2 separate regions of the Arabidopsis thaliana genome follow, and region 1 is linked to region 2. Evidence: chromatin contacts called from public ChIA-PET data. All regions are on one chromosome and are shown on one strand. Each heading gives the region's core, a stretch centred on a gene start, on an enhancer-like site or on the middle of the called end of the contact. The rest is flanking DNA. Distances are from core to core; before and after follow the strand shown. Region 1 holds the start of AT2G07850 (a long non-coding RNA gene). Region 2 holds the start of AT2G22790.

The links. ChIA-PET counts read pairs in DNA pulled down with a chosen protein or histone mark.
Region 1: an H3K4me3 ChIA-PET map of shoot shows a contact between it and region 2, with 11 read pairs. The contact joins the promoter of AT2G07850 here to the promoter of AT2G22790 in region 2. A contact is called at or near these places in 3 of 26 Hi-C or Micro-C datasets (root, rosette leaf and seedling) and 1 of 2 datasets of contacts at active chromatin or transcription factors (shoot).

What each region holds. Positions count from the first base shown.
Region 1 is chr2:9,728,472-9,734,920 of TAIR10.1, forward strand. AT2G07850 (a long non-coding RNA gene) reads left to right here and starts at 4,002. Exons shown (of 1, transcript NR_140236.1): 1 at 4,002-4,857. GRF1 (general regulatory factor 1) reads left to right here and starts at 9. Exons shown (of 4, transcript NM_127849.4): 1 at 9-697; 2 at 861-1,073; 3 at 1,319-1,691; 4 at 1,992-2,830. The coding sequence starts at 370. The coding sequence ends at 2,670. It overlaps bZIP6 (basic leucine-zipper 6), which reads right to left and starts at 4,929. Exons shown (of 2, transcript NM_001202651.1): 1 at 4,105-4,929; 2 at 2,808-3,163. The coding sequence starts at 4,813. The coding sequence ends at 4,130.
Region 2 is chr2:9,692,305-9,698,321 of TAIR10.1, forward strand. AT2G22790 reads left to right here and starts at 3,528. Exons shown (of 1, transcript NM_127844.2): 1 at 3,528-4,823. The coding sequence starts at 3,628. The coding sequence ends at 4,605. AT2G22795 reads right to left here. Exons shown (of 2, transcript NM_179701.2): 2 at 4,827-6,017. The coding sequence ends at 5,076.

The sequences.
Region 1 (6,449 bases), core at 2,752-5,251, 37 kb after region 2:
CAAAATAAAATCATACGTAGAGCATCTGATTATAGTTTTCATTTCTTTGTAGTAACATGTCCGAGATCTTGATTGTGTTTTCGGTACCATTCTTTGTCTCCACCCAAAGCTATATCATATCTCTCACTCCCACAATTATTACTTTTTGTTATTATTAAATAATAAATATCCTTTCTCCAAAATAATAAAAATAATATCTAGAGTATAAAATAAAATAAAAAAACTTAGCCTCGTTCTTCTCCCTCTGTCTCTCTCTCTCTCTCGGTTCTCTTCTTCACTGAGCTCAAAGCGATTACCTCCCATGGGAAAAATCTCTGAAGTGATTATTTAGCACTACTTTTTCTTTGTCTCCTTCTGAATCCATTTTTTATGGATCTTGGAGTTCGTGTTTCTGGTCATGAAACCGTTTCTTCTCCGGGTCAAACTGAACTCGGATCTGGTTTCAGTAACAAGCAAGAAAGATCCGGTTTCGATGGTGAAGATTGCTGGAGAAGTTCAAAGCTCTCACGAACATCAACTGATGGATTCTCTTCTTCCCCTGCCTCTGCTAAAACGCTGTCGTTTCATCAAGGCATCCCTTTACTGAGATCTACCACTATTAATGATCCTCGTAAAGGACAAGAACACATGCTTAGCTTCTCTTCTGCTTCAGGCAAATCAGATGTCTCACCTTATCTTCAGTACTGTAGAAACTCAGGTCTGAACTGTAAAAACAACTAAAGTACTCTGCTTTTTTTTTTTACTTTCTTGAAAATCAGTATATGGCTTTTGCTTAGAGTTAGATTACAGAAATGGGTTTTGATTAGAGTTTGATTTAGTGAAGTCTTGATTTTGGAATATTGGTTTTGTTGTGGTGTCAGGATATGGTTTAGGAGGAATGATGAACACAAGCAACATGCATGGAAACTTGTTGACAGGAGTAAAAGGACCTTTTTCATTGACTCAGTGGGCAGAGCTAGAGCAACAGGCGTTGATCTATAAGTATATCACAGCCAATGTCCCTGTTCCATCTAGTTTACTTCTCTCTCTCAAGAAATCTTTTTTCCCTTATGGTTCCTTGCCTCCTAATTCTTGTAAGTTCTCTTCCTTATCTTTTGTTTTCAAAGATTTGAGATTATTGATCAATAGTTTTGATTCCTTTTATCTCCAATACATTAGCCAAGAATTAACTTTATACTATCTTTTTTAGTGTATAGTCCTTTGGAACATTGAATCTTGTATGGATTGGTGGTGGGTTTATTAAAGATTCTTGCTTTGTTAGGGGAATGGTGTTTTTATGAGATCTTGAGAGATTTTTTTGTTTTGTGTGATTATGAAGTTGGATGGGGCTCTTTTCATCTGGGCTTTTCCGGTGGTAACATGGATCCCGAGCCAGGGAGATGTCGCCGGACAGATGGAAAGAAATGGCGGTGCTCGAGGGACGCTGTTCCCGATCAAAAGTACTGTGAACGACATATTAACAGAGGCCGCCATCGTTCAAGAAAGCCTGTGGAAGGCCAAAATGGCCACAATACTAATGCTGCCGCCGCTGCTTCTGCTGCTGCCGCTTCTACCGCTGCTGCTGTGTCCAAAGCGGCAGCGGGGACTTCAGCTGTTGCGATGCGTGGATCAGATAATAACAATAGCCTTGCCGCTGCTGTTGGAACACAACATCATACCAATAATCAATCTACAGATTCTTTGGCTAACAGGTGAAAACGTTTAACATCTCTTGCCTTTTTGATATAACTTATCTGCATATTCTTAAGTTTTTAATGTTCATACCTTTTTCAACTTTTAAATACTTCTTTGCCCTATGAGTAAGTAGTAGACCCACCAATTCATTATTACTACATCTTTTATGATTGTGACCACTCCTTATTAATATGAGGCTTAGGATTCCATATATTTGGATTTTTTTGCTTTAATGAACTGTTTACTCTCCTTTTCTTGATGATTCAATGATGTAACAAATTAACAAGAAATCTTAATGGTTGTTTGTTGCATTGCAGAGTTCAAAATTCTCGAGGGGCTTCGGTTTTTCCTGCCACGATGAACTTACAGTCGAAGGAAACTCATCCGAAACAAAGCAATAATCCCTTTGAATTCGGACTCATCTCTTCTGATTCGTTACTTAATCCGTCGCATAAACAAGCCTCGTATGCAACCTCTTCCAAAGGCTTTGGATCGTATCTTGACTTCGGCAACCAAGCCAAGCACGCGGGGAATCACAACAATGTCGATTCTTGGCCCGAAGAGCTGAAATCGGATTGGACTCAGCTCTCAATGTCAATCCCTATGGCTCCATCTTCCCCTGTTCAAGATAAACTTGCACTCTCACCTTTAAGGTTATCGCGTGAGTTTGACCCCGCGATCCACATGGGATTAGGCGTCAACACCGAGTTTCTTGACCCCGGGAAAAAGACGAATAACTGGATACCAATCTCCTGGGGTAATAACAACTCCATGGGAGGTCCACTCGGCGAGGTACTAAACAGCACGACCAATAGTCCCAAGTTTGGTTCCTCTCCAACAGGCGTCTTGCAAAAGTCGACATTTGGTTCTCTTTCTAACAGCAGCTCGGCAAGCAGCACCATCATTGGCGATAACAACAATAAGAACGGTGATGGAAAAGATCCGCTTGGCCCGACCACGCTGATGAATACTTCTGCTACTGCTCCTTCTCTGTGAAACTGAAAAAAAAAAACTAAGGACAATTGCGAAAACAAAAACACTCTGTTTTTCTCTGTTTCTGGTTTTTCTTACTTGATGCATTGTTGTTTCTGTTGCTGTTTTCTTTCTATATAAAGCAAGAAGAAACTAAAGGAGAGATGTGTGTTTTTTTCTTCATAATCTTTGTTCTTTGTTTTTCCTCTTATTTGTTCTCAATCATCAAATTCTTGATTTTATTGTTCCTCTTATAGCCGTTGAGCTAAATCCCTGGTTTTAAGAAGTCTATGTACACAATGTTCTAAAACTGAAAAATATACAAATTTTTACTTTTTTCACTAACCACAAAATTAAAACCAAGTGTTAGTGTCACAAAATTTGTGATCCTTGAGAGATTTTGACGAGAGGTTTCCTAGTTGCAGACAAGAGGCAACATTGTTTGTGGATTGGACATAGAACACTTCTTCAAAACAACTGTCTCCAACTTTAGTTTTTTTTTTTTTTTTTTTGGGTTCTGTTTCTCCACTTTTGGGTCCCTGTAACTACTTTTTGCTCTTCTCTCTCTAACCCTACCTTTCACTTATTCCTGTTTTTGTTTTTCTTCAAGAAAAAATGAAATTGATTATAAAGAGTGGAGGAGGACCAATCTCTCAATGTATGGATGGTCCATAACGTTTTTAATTTGGATTTTTTTGTGTAATTTTTGGAGATTTTATTCTAACACGTGGCATGTGTGGGACGATCCAGACACTTCCACTTGCACTAGACACGACAATTCTTACCGAATAAATATCTTCACTAGATGCAAGATGCTTCAAGACTCAAGAGTACAGTATTAGATATAGTTTGGAGTACATAACCTTGTTGCTTTCATATGATAAATTTAGTGTTAGATCATTAACAATCTTTTCCCAAAATGGTTAATGGTTAATGGTTAATGGTTAATAGTTTTGCATATATTTTAAACAAATAATACGTTATTCAAATTTGCATATATTTTTCTAACTATACTTAATTCCGTCTACGTACTTGATAAAAAAAAGGCTTGTAGGAAGAATCTTGCGGTCTGTCTACTTGAGGAATAAGAAGGAATCAAAGAGGAAACAAGCTGAACATGGGAATTGGGAAGTCTGTGAAAGACTCTGGTTGACGTAGAGGTTTCATTCCAACCCTCAAAGCCGACGACTCCAACTTGATGCAGAAGGTTTTAAATACATGATAGGGTGGTAGTCGTCAACAAGAGTAGTTGATTAGGCTTATATCTTTTAGCCCACTCACTAATGGGCCTTGATAAATATGATTAGAGAGGCCCAAGTACGAAACAACAGCAAAAAAAAAACGAAGTCCATCATCTAAAGTAACACTCATATTCTCATTTACACATAAGAGTGATCAAAAGAGACACAGAAATAAAAATACTTCGCTTTTATCTAATTTTTTTTTTCCGTTCTAAACTTTTTTTTTTCTATTTTTTTTTCTTTCAAATCATATGATGATGATTGATGATCAATGATGGATTCAGCTGAAGCTGTCTGAAAATCAAAATCTGCCTCATCTCCAAGAATCTCCGTCTGAGAATCTCTTGTTCCGACAAAAGCTGATTGTTGTCCGTACACATTAATGCGATGTTGTACAAAACAATTCGAAGCCGGTTTGCGAGTTCCCGGTTTTCTAAACCGAGACGATTTGCTTCGTCTTTTAAATTATCAATGTGTCTTTGTTTACGCATCCTCGACCGCTTCGCTGATTCTCGGTTTGATTCCATCCGTTTGCGTTTACGGTCGTCAGTCACCTGCAAAACCGACCGGTTCAATTTGTTCCGGTTATGATTCGTGGCGTTACTTCGGATTTTCGTGTTTTTTGAGTCCAATTCGTCGGATTGAGGACTCGGTACGCCGTGGAAAAGGTTGGAATCATCAGAACCGGAGTTAGTTTTGATGGAACCGATACACGATTCGTCAAAACCGTTAAAATCGGTGTTAATTTTGACAGAACCGGCATCGGATTCACCAGAACAAGGACTCGGTACGACCGGTTCGAGATGGATTGTAGAGAAGAGATCGGAGCAGTTCAATTCCCAAGGAGTGAATCCGGTCTGGAAATCCGATAATTGGTTAACCAAACCCGGTTCAGTAAAGGTAAAGGCCGGTACAGTAGACATCATAATGACCGGTTTAAAATTGTTTAATTAGAGAGAAGAGAGAGAAGAGAAGGAGAAAAGGGAAGCATTGATTTGAAGGAGACTGGAATTTAAAGGAAAATTGGTAAGGGTATTTTGGTAATTTTTGAAATACTATGTATGACCGTATTTTATACGTATAACGACTTTTGAGTCATGTGGCACTATGTGGGGTTGGTATTATTTTTCAAGACCCAACTTTTATGATTTATATGAAAGTAGAAAAATATTTTGTGGGACACCAATAGCCAATAGGACTCGTTTAAGGTCACTTTCTGAAAATAAAAAAGTGATTAAAATTGTTAAACCAAATGTTTGTTATAGCTTAGTGATGAAGAAACAGTCCATATTTAACACATGCATTGTCCATTCATCTAATTTGTCGCCATTGTATTCAAATCTAGATTTACAACAGAACAAAGAAAAAGAGAGAAGTTCAAATAAATAAAATAAATTTGAGGCTCAAAAAAATGAATATGGTGTCGTTGGTCGATTGATTTATATGTGTAGTTGGTGTAATTAGTGGTTGGACATGAAACAACTAACATAAAATTCAATCACAACGTTCGTTTTTGGTTTTTATTTCAATCAAAATTTATCTGATTTTAACTAAATCCAGCTTTTTATTTCATATTGGTTCGTATCAAAAATGTTTTTTTCTTTTCCACAAAATGTTTGAGTAAGTTGTTTATATGATTTTAGTATTTGAAAGGTACTTAGAGAATCTATATATTAGTTGGTACCTGGTGTAACTACCAAACTAAAAATAAATACCGAATACTGATATATTTTCTCAATATGTTATTTTTTGTGTGTTTTTTATCAATCGTGATAAAGTAATTTCAAAATTAATTGGAATTAAACAAAATATTTATGTTTAACGAAAAGCTATTTAAGAACGAAAGAGAATCTTATTTATCTAACAAATAAATAAAAGAAAAAATAATCTTATCAATGAATAATACGTCCAACAACAAATTAATGATTTTTAAATACATTTTTGTGCTCTAAATTTTCGGTTAGTTAGTTTATTCGAAATAAGAAGATAATAAAGAAGAGAAAAACTATAGCAACGGCCACATGCCAAATCTTCAAAAGTAGTAAAGCAGAAATATATTTAGAAAACTTTTATTATATGGTTTGGTAGCATGTTAAATCAAACTTTAATCGCATAAAGATGTATCATTCAAATGCTTCCCACATTATCTTTTTAGTTTTAATAATCACAACTTCTCTTTTATTAAATATATATATTGTTGCTATTATAGAATATAAGTAGGTGATTCTACGTATTTTTTAACGCATCAAGATTTACTATTGTCTAGCCCAATTTGTTATTGAAATATCAAATCGTGTAAATCTTGTTCAGAAACTTGCGTGGGCTCGAATTTGGATGTAGGGAGATAAAACTGGCATTAGGCTAGCTAATAGGCAAAAATAAAACAAAAAATAAGAAAGACTGAAATAAATGATATCATCAGTTCATGATTTGATTTGATTTTCATGCTCTAATGCTAAATATTTTTTCTTGTGTCATTTTGATGAATTAGAGATGTCCATCTTTATTTTAAAATCGTACATTGACGCAAAATCTTCGCTAAAATAAAGAAAATATAAAAGT
Region 2 (6,017 bases), core at 2,278-4,777:
CAAACCATACCTTTTAAACTTATAATTTTATTCTAAAACAATTTTGTTAAAATCTTTTACAGCTTAGCTACAGTCAAATTATGTGCATTATGTTCAGGACGGTACGACATTTCCGGTATAAATTCCGGTACAGTTCAAGTCAAACCATACCTTTTAAACTTATAATTTTATTCTAAAACAATTTTGTTAAAATCTTTTACTGCTTAGCTACAGTCAAATTATGTGCATTATGTTCAGAACGGTACGATATTTCCGGTATAAATTCCGGTACAGTTTAAGTCAAACCATACCTTTTAAACTTATAATTTTATTCTAAAACAATTTTGTTAAAATCTTTTACAGCTTAGCTACAGTCAAATTATGTGCATTATGTTCAGGACGGTACGACATTTCCGGTATAAATTCCGGTACAGTTCAAGTCAAACCATACCTTTTAAACTTATAATTTTATTCTAAAACAATTTTGTTAAAATCTTTTACAGCTTAGCTACAATCAAATTATATGCATTATGTTCAGGACGGTACGACATTTCCGGTATAAATTCCGGTACAGTTCAAGTCAAACCATACCTTTTAAACTTATAATTTTATTCTAAAACAATTTTGTTAAAATCTTTTACTGCTTAGCTACAGTCAAATTATGTGCATTATGTTCAGAACGGTACGATATTTCCGGTATAAATTCCGGTACAGTTCAAGTCAAACCATACCTTTTAAACTTATAATTTTATTCTAAAACAATTTTGTTAAAATCTTTTACAGCTTAGCTACAGTCAAATTATGTGCATTATGTTCAGGACGGTACGACATTTCCGGTATAAATTCCGGTACAGTTCAAGTCAAACAATACCTTTTAAACTTATAATTTTATTCTAAAACAATTTTGTTAAAATCTTTTACTGCTTAGCTACAATCAAATTATGTGCATTATGTTCAGGACGGCCCTTAAATATGTTGGGCCACAAGCTAACATTTTTAATGGGCTTATAAGCTACTTCAAAAAAAAAAAAAAAAAAAATAGAAGAGGGAAAAAATTGGGAAAAAATAAATCTTCTCAATTACTCTTTGTCATTTTTCCAATCAAGAATAATTTGTTCACCAACAATATTCTTCTCAATTTTTTTTACTTTCAGTAAAAACAACTAAAAATTTCCTCTCATAAATACATGGTATACAATTTTCTTCTACTTTTTTCTTCTCGTTTCTTCTCTTTTTTTTCTTTTCTTTTACATGGTATACAAACCAGTCACACTCATAGACTCTTTCAAATTCTTTCTTATTCACTTAACTTGGTTCTAACACTAAGCTTAGGCATTTACAGTACAAAGCTTAGAAAATATAACTTATAGTATTTTTTAAGATATTTTACAACCACAATTTTATTCGACCCACTCATAACCATAACTTTATTTAACACACTCTTATTCACATATTAATTTATTGTTTTATCTTGACATATTTTGTACCGGGTACTTGAGTTTCAATTCGGATACGAGCCGAAAAGGAGGTAAAAGCCAGGTAACAAGTAAATTTGCCCAATCTTAGTAGATGTCTCGTTTTTGCACTCATGAGTAAAATCTCTAAATTTGGGATAGTCAAATATCTAGAGCCATATAGTTTCTTCCTACGATTTAAATACAATTTGTTCATATATAGTTTCTTAGACGAGGTTTATGTAGGAATGGCCTTCGTTCTTGATGTTGGTAGATAAACTCTCATCTCTTTTCTTTTAAAGTTCTTTGCTTGTTATATCCTAAAACCGAGTATCTGACATGTATAATATTACTCAGTTTTGGCTAGCCAATTGTCATGTTGGGTACCTATTTTATCATTTACTGTTGAAGAAACAAAAAAAAACGATGTATAGTTCTATTTAAGAATATAAGCCAACTCTAGCTATAACACCGTAAGATCCATCATCCATGTCTCTTAAAATTGAAGTGCATGTACTTTGATCATATTGAGGGCTTTTATGATAATATTTACGGGGGTTTTAACGTCATAATATAAAAAAGGTTGAGGCGATTCGTTTATAATTGAAACAAATAATAAACCTACAAAATCTTTCTCGGTTTTCTCCATCTTAACGTCATATATTTAATGTTTGTCATTGATTTTATACATCCGAGAATATTCTAATGACATTACAGAAATATTTCAAAATTACCTCAACCTTTTTTTATTGAGCTGGTCGTTTGTTACACATTTTGACATTATACTGACCGATCCAAACAATTATTTTCCAATGAATTTTACTTTCTATCTAATCAAGAGACAATCAAGGTCTTTAATTATACGGGGCATATCCCCATTTCTGCTGCAAATGCGAAATCACAGATAAACATAAGACAAAACCAACCCATGATACTCAAAACCGACACATTCTGTTTTCAATGACATATATTTTGGATACCAAAAGCTAAACAGATCGAATCTCTCAACTAAAATAATCAAATAAAATCCAAAAAGGAAGATTAACTTTTAATCGCCTGTCTTAAAAATATTAAAAGTTAATCGTCTGTCTAAAATCCTACCTAATCAGTATTTTGAAACACAAAAGGTTTTTCATCATTCTATATTCTTAAAGCGAAATACGAACTTAGTTTTACCATCAAAACAATTGTATTTTTTGTTTGAAATACTCAAAATATTTTTATGAAAAACTATTTATTTAGATTCAACTCTAATATCTTTATATCATTTTATTAAAAAATTATGAGCATTTATAAAATTAATAACAATTTTGTTTTTGGTAAATGGCAAGATCGAGTTCATTGACATGTAAATTATTTTTAAATCTTATCTTTTTTTTTTTTTGGTAGAGTTTTAAATCTTATCTTTGATATCTAATCTTTATTGTATTAGCTTTATCTTTAAACAATTTTTTTTGAGAATTCTCTTACAAAAAATATTAGCATGAAAGAATGGCAGGTTTACCTTTTCTTTACAGATTAGCTCCACAATGTGAGATTTTTTAATTAATACAAAAGTTGAACGAAATACCAAAATATGTGAGTCAATATGCGTAATTGATTGACTCACATTGCTTGACATTAGTTTATGAAATGTAATTAATCTATTGATTTTAGTCCAAGATTTTTCAAAATCTATAGTCATTTGAGTACTTCCTTAATTGTTACATTTCACTAGGATTGCTTTCCAAATATTCAACTTTCAGATTCTTACATCAATATGTTGAAAAAGCTACACCAGTAAAACTAGTTTCATGGGCTAACTGATAAATCTCACAATAGATTTTAGTTTATATAGTAAAATATATATTTTATAAATCTTTTAAATGTGCACACAAAAAAATCTTTTAAATGTGAATTTACAGCTAAATTTTTTTAAAAACATTTGCTGTAATATTCAGAAGTGTAATTTTAAATTAAAACCTAGCTAGTAAAGTAATAGTCTACACGATTTTAATTTCCTTTTATCCACTTCAACGTAATATTAAAAATTCGCAATGTTTCCATTATTACGTAACTTTCTAAACTCGTTTCATATAATTTCCAAAATTGGTTCGTAAATCATATCAAGAAATTGATTTGATTCTCCACTATATATTATTAATAATCTCTTTTGACCAGTTTTAGCTAAAACTATAATACTAAGAAGCCAAAGATGAATCATCGTCTCGCCGGAATAATTAGCCCACTTGGCCACATTACTACAGATCCAATTCGTTCCTCCTCCGTGAACCCTTCGTCTCCGGTTTACTACAAAACCATTGTTAACCATTTCAAATCTCAAACCGGTAACCACGTTTCACCTGGGCTTACCAATCAAGAGATCTCAGCCGTTGAATCCTCTCATGGTTTCTCTTTCCCTCTTGATCTCCGTTCGATTCTCCAAACCGGTCTTCCGGTTGGTACCAATTTTCCCAATTGGCGAACCGGGTCGAACCGGAATAATCTTCTTCTCCCTCTTCTTAATCTGTCTCAACACGTCGTCAGAAATGGATTCTGGGTCGATTCTTGGGGGATCCGACCCGGAAATGACGCGGAGGCTTTGTCACTCGTGAAGAAATTGATTGAGATCGCTCCGGTACTCGTCCCTGTATACGGCGATTTTTACGTCCCTTCGACGACGCCAAATTTGGCGGGAAATCCAGTTTTCCAAATCGACGGCGACGGAGTTAGGGAATTGAGTTGCGACGTAGTCGGATTTCTCAAGGGAATCGGTCGATCAGAAACGCCGACGGAGGATCGACGACGAAGGAGACGACCACGGAGAGTGGAGTTTTGGAGCGATGTGGCGGAGGGATGGAGATTTGTGGTGGCGCGTGATTACACGCGCGATTGGTGGAGCGCGTTAGGTTTTGAGGGGTTAACGGCGTGTTTGGACGACGCGTTTTGGAAGCTGAGGGAAGCAGGATGGACGGAAGATGATGTTCGCGATATGATGATGATGGACAGCGTAGATCAAAACACGTGTATCCAGCAGCAAACGCAAACGCAATCGCGGGATGTGGTGTACGCGTTTGGCGATGAGGGAATGAACGAAAGAGATAGAGACACGTGTACAGAGGACGAGGATCATCAGAAAGGCGAAGTAACGACGTTGAGGCATTTGTTGCTTTATGATCGTTTGATGAGCTAAATATTCATCTAGTTGGGATATTATAGTTCTTGTAAATTGGTAAATTGTGTTAGATGAAAATTATTTTCTCGATACTTTTTTTTCATGACATTTTGTTTCGTGGATTTAGGAGATTGATATTGAGTATGATTATCATAAATCTTTTTCTATCATATACTAGTAAAAATTCTGGATTTTTGAATATTTTTTTGGCTATATTATATGCTGCAATGTTATCGATCTTAAAGCAGAAGTTGTTTAACAAAAATCTTTATTTTCATGAGATAATGAAGTTTCAAGAATTTGTTTAAAGACAAAAAATCATGTGTTCGGTACAAAAGAAAAGCTATAACTTATGCTCTGGGAATGACAACAACCCTTAATATGTTCAAAAAAAAAGATTACAACAAATTACAATGACACAAATTGAATTCGTAAAACTCTCTACTAAACAACATCGAATGAGAGAATTTGAGCAACCATTGTAAGATTTACTCAGCCGCAACACTCTCATTGCTCCCTCCATTTCCAGAATCCGGTAAAGTTTCAAGATCGGTGCGAACATCTTTGACTTCTTGAGGAAGATTAGTATCCGAAGAAGAATCAGATTGTTCTTGAGTTACCTCTGTTTCACCATTCTTGTTGCTTTCCTCCTTCTCTGATGTTTCCTCTGATTGCTTTTGTTCAGTATCTGAAACGCTATTTTCTTTGCTAGATTCACTTGTGTCTTCGTCAGTCTTCTTCTCGTTTTCCTCAACCTGTTCTTTCTTCTCACTCTCGGTGTTTACATTTTCCTGTGATTCGTTGGACGATGACTCTTCTTTCTCTTTTGTCTCGGTTTCTTTCTCTTTAGTTTCCTCTTGCGATGCAGACTCTTCTTTTTCAATCTTCTCGTTTTCTTTCTCTTTAGTTTCCTCTTGCGGTGCAGACTCTTCTTTCTCAATCTTCTCGTTTTCTTTCTCTTTAGTTTCCTCTTGAGAAGAAGACTCTTCTTTCTCCTTTGTCTCAGTTTCATTTTCTTTAGATTCTTCTTGCGATGAAGCCTCTTCTTTCTCAATCTTCTCATTCTCTTTGTCTTTAGTTTCCTCTTGAGACGAAGACTCTTCGTTATCCTTTGTCTCGGTTTCCTTTTCTTCGGTTTTCTCTTGGGAAGAAGACTCTTCTTTCTCCTTTGTCTCGTCTTCTTTTTCTTTAGTTTCCTCTAGGAACGAAGACTCTATTTTCTCAGTTTCCTTGTCTTCGTTTTTCTCTTGAGAAGAAGACTCTACTTTCTCCTTTGCTTCGGTTTCTTTGTCCATAGTTTCCTCTTGCGATGAAGACTCTTCTTTCTCCTTTGTCTCAGTTTCTCTGTCTTTACTTTCCTCTTGAGACGAAGATTCTTCCTTATCCTTTGTCTCACTTTCCTTGCCTTTACTCTCCTCTTGAGATGACAC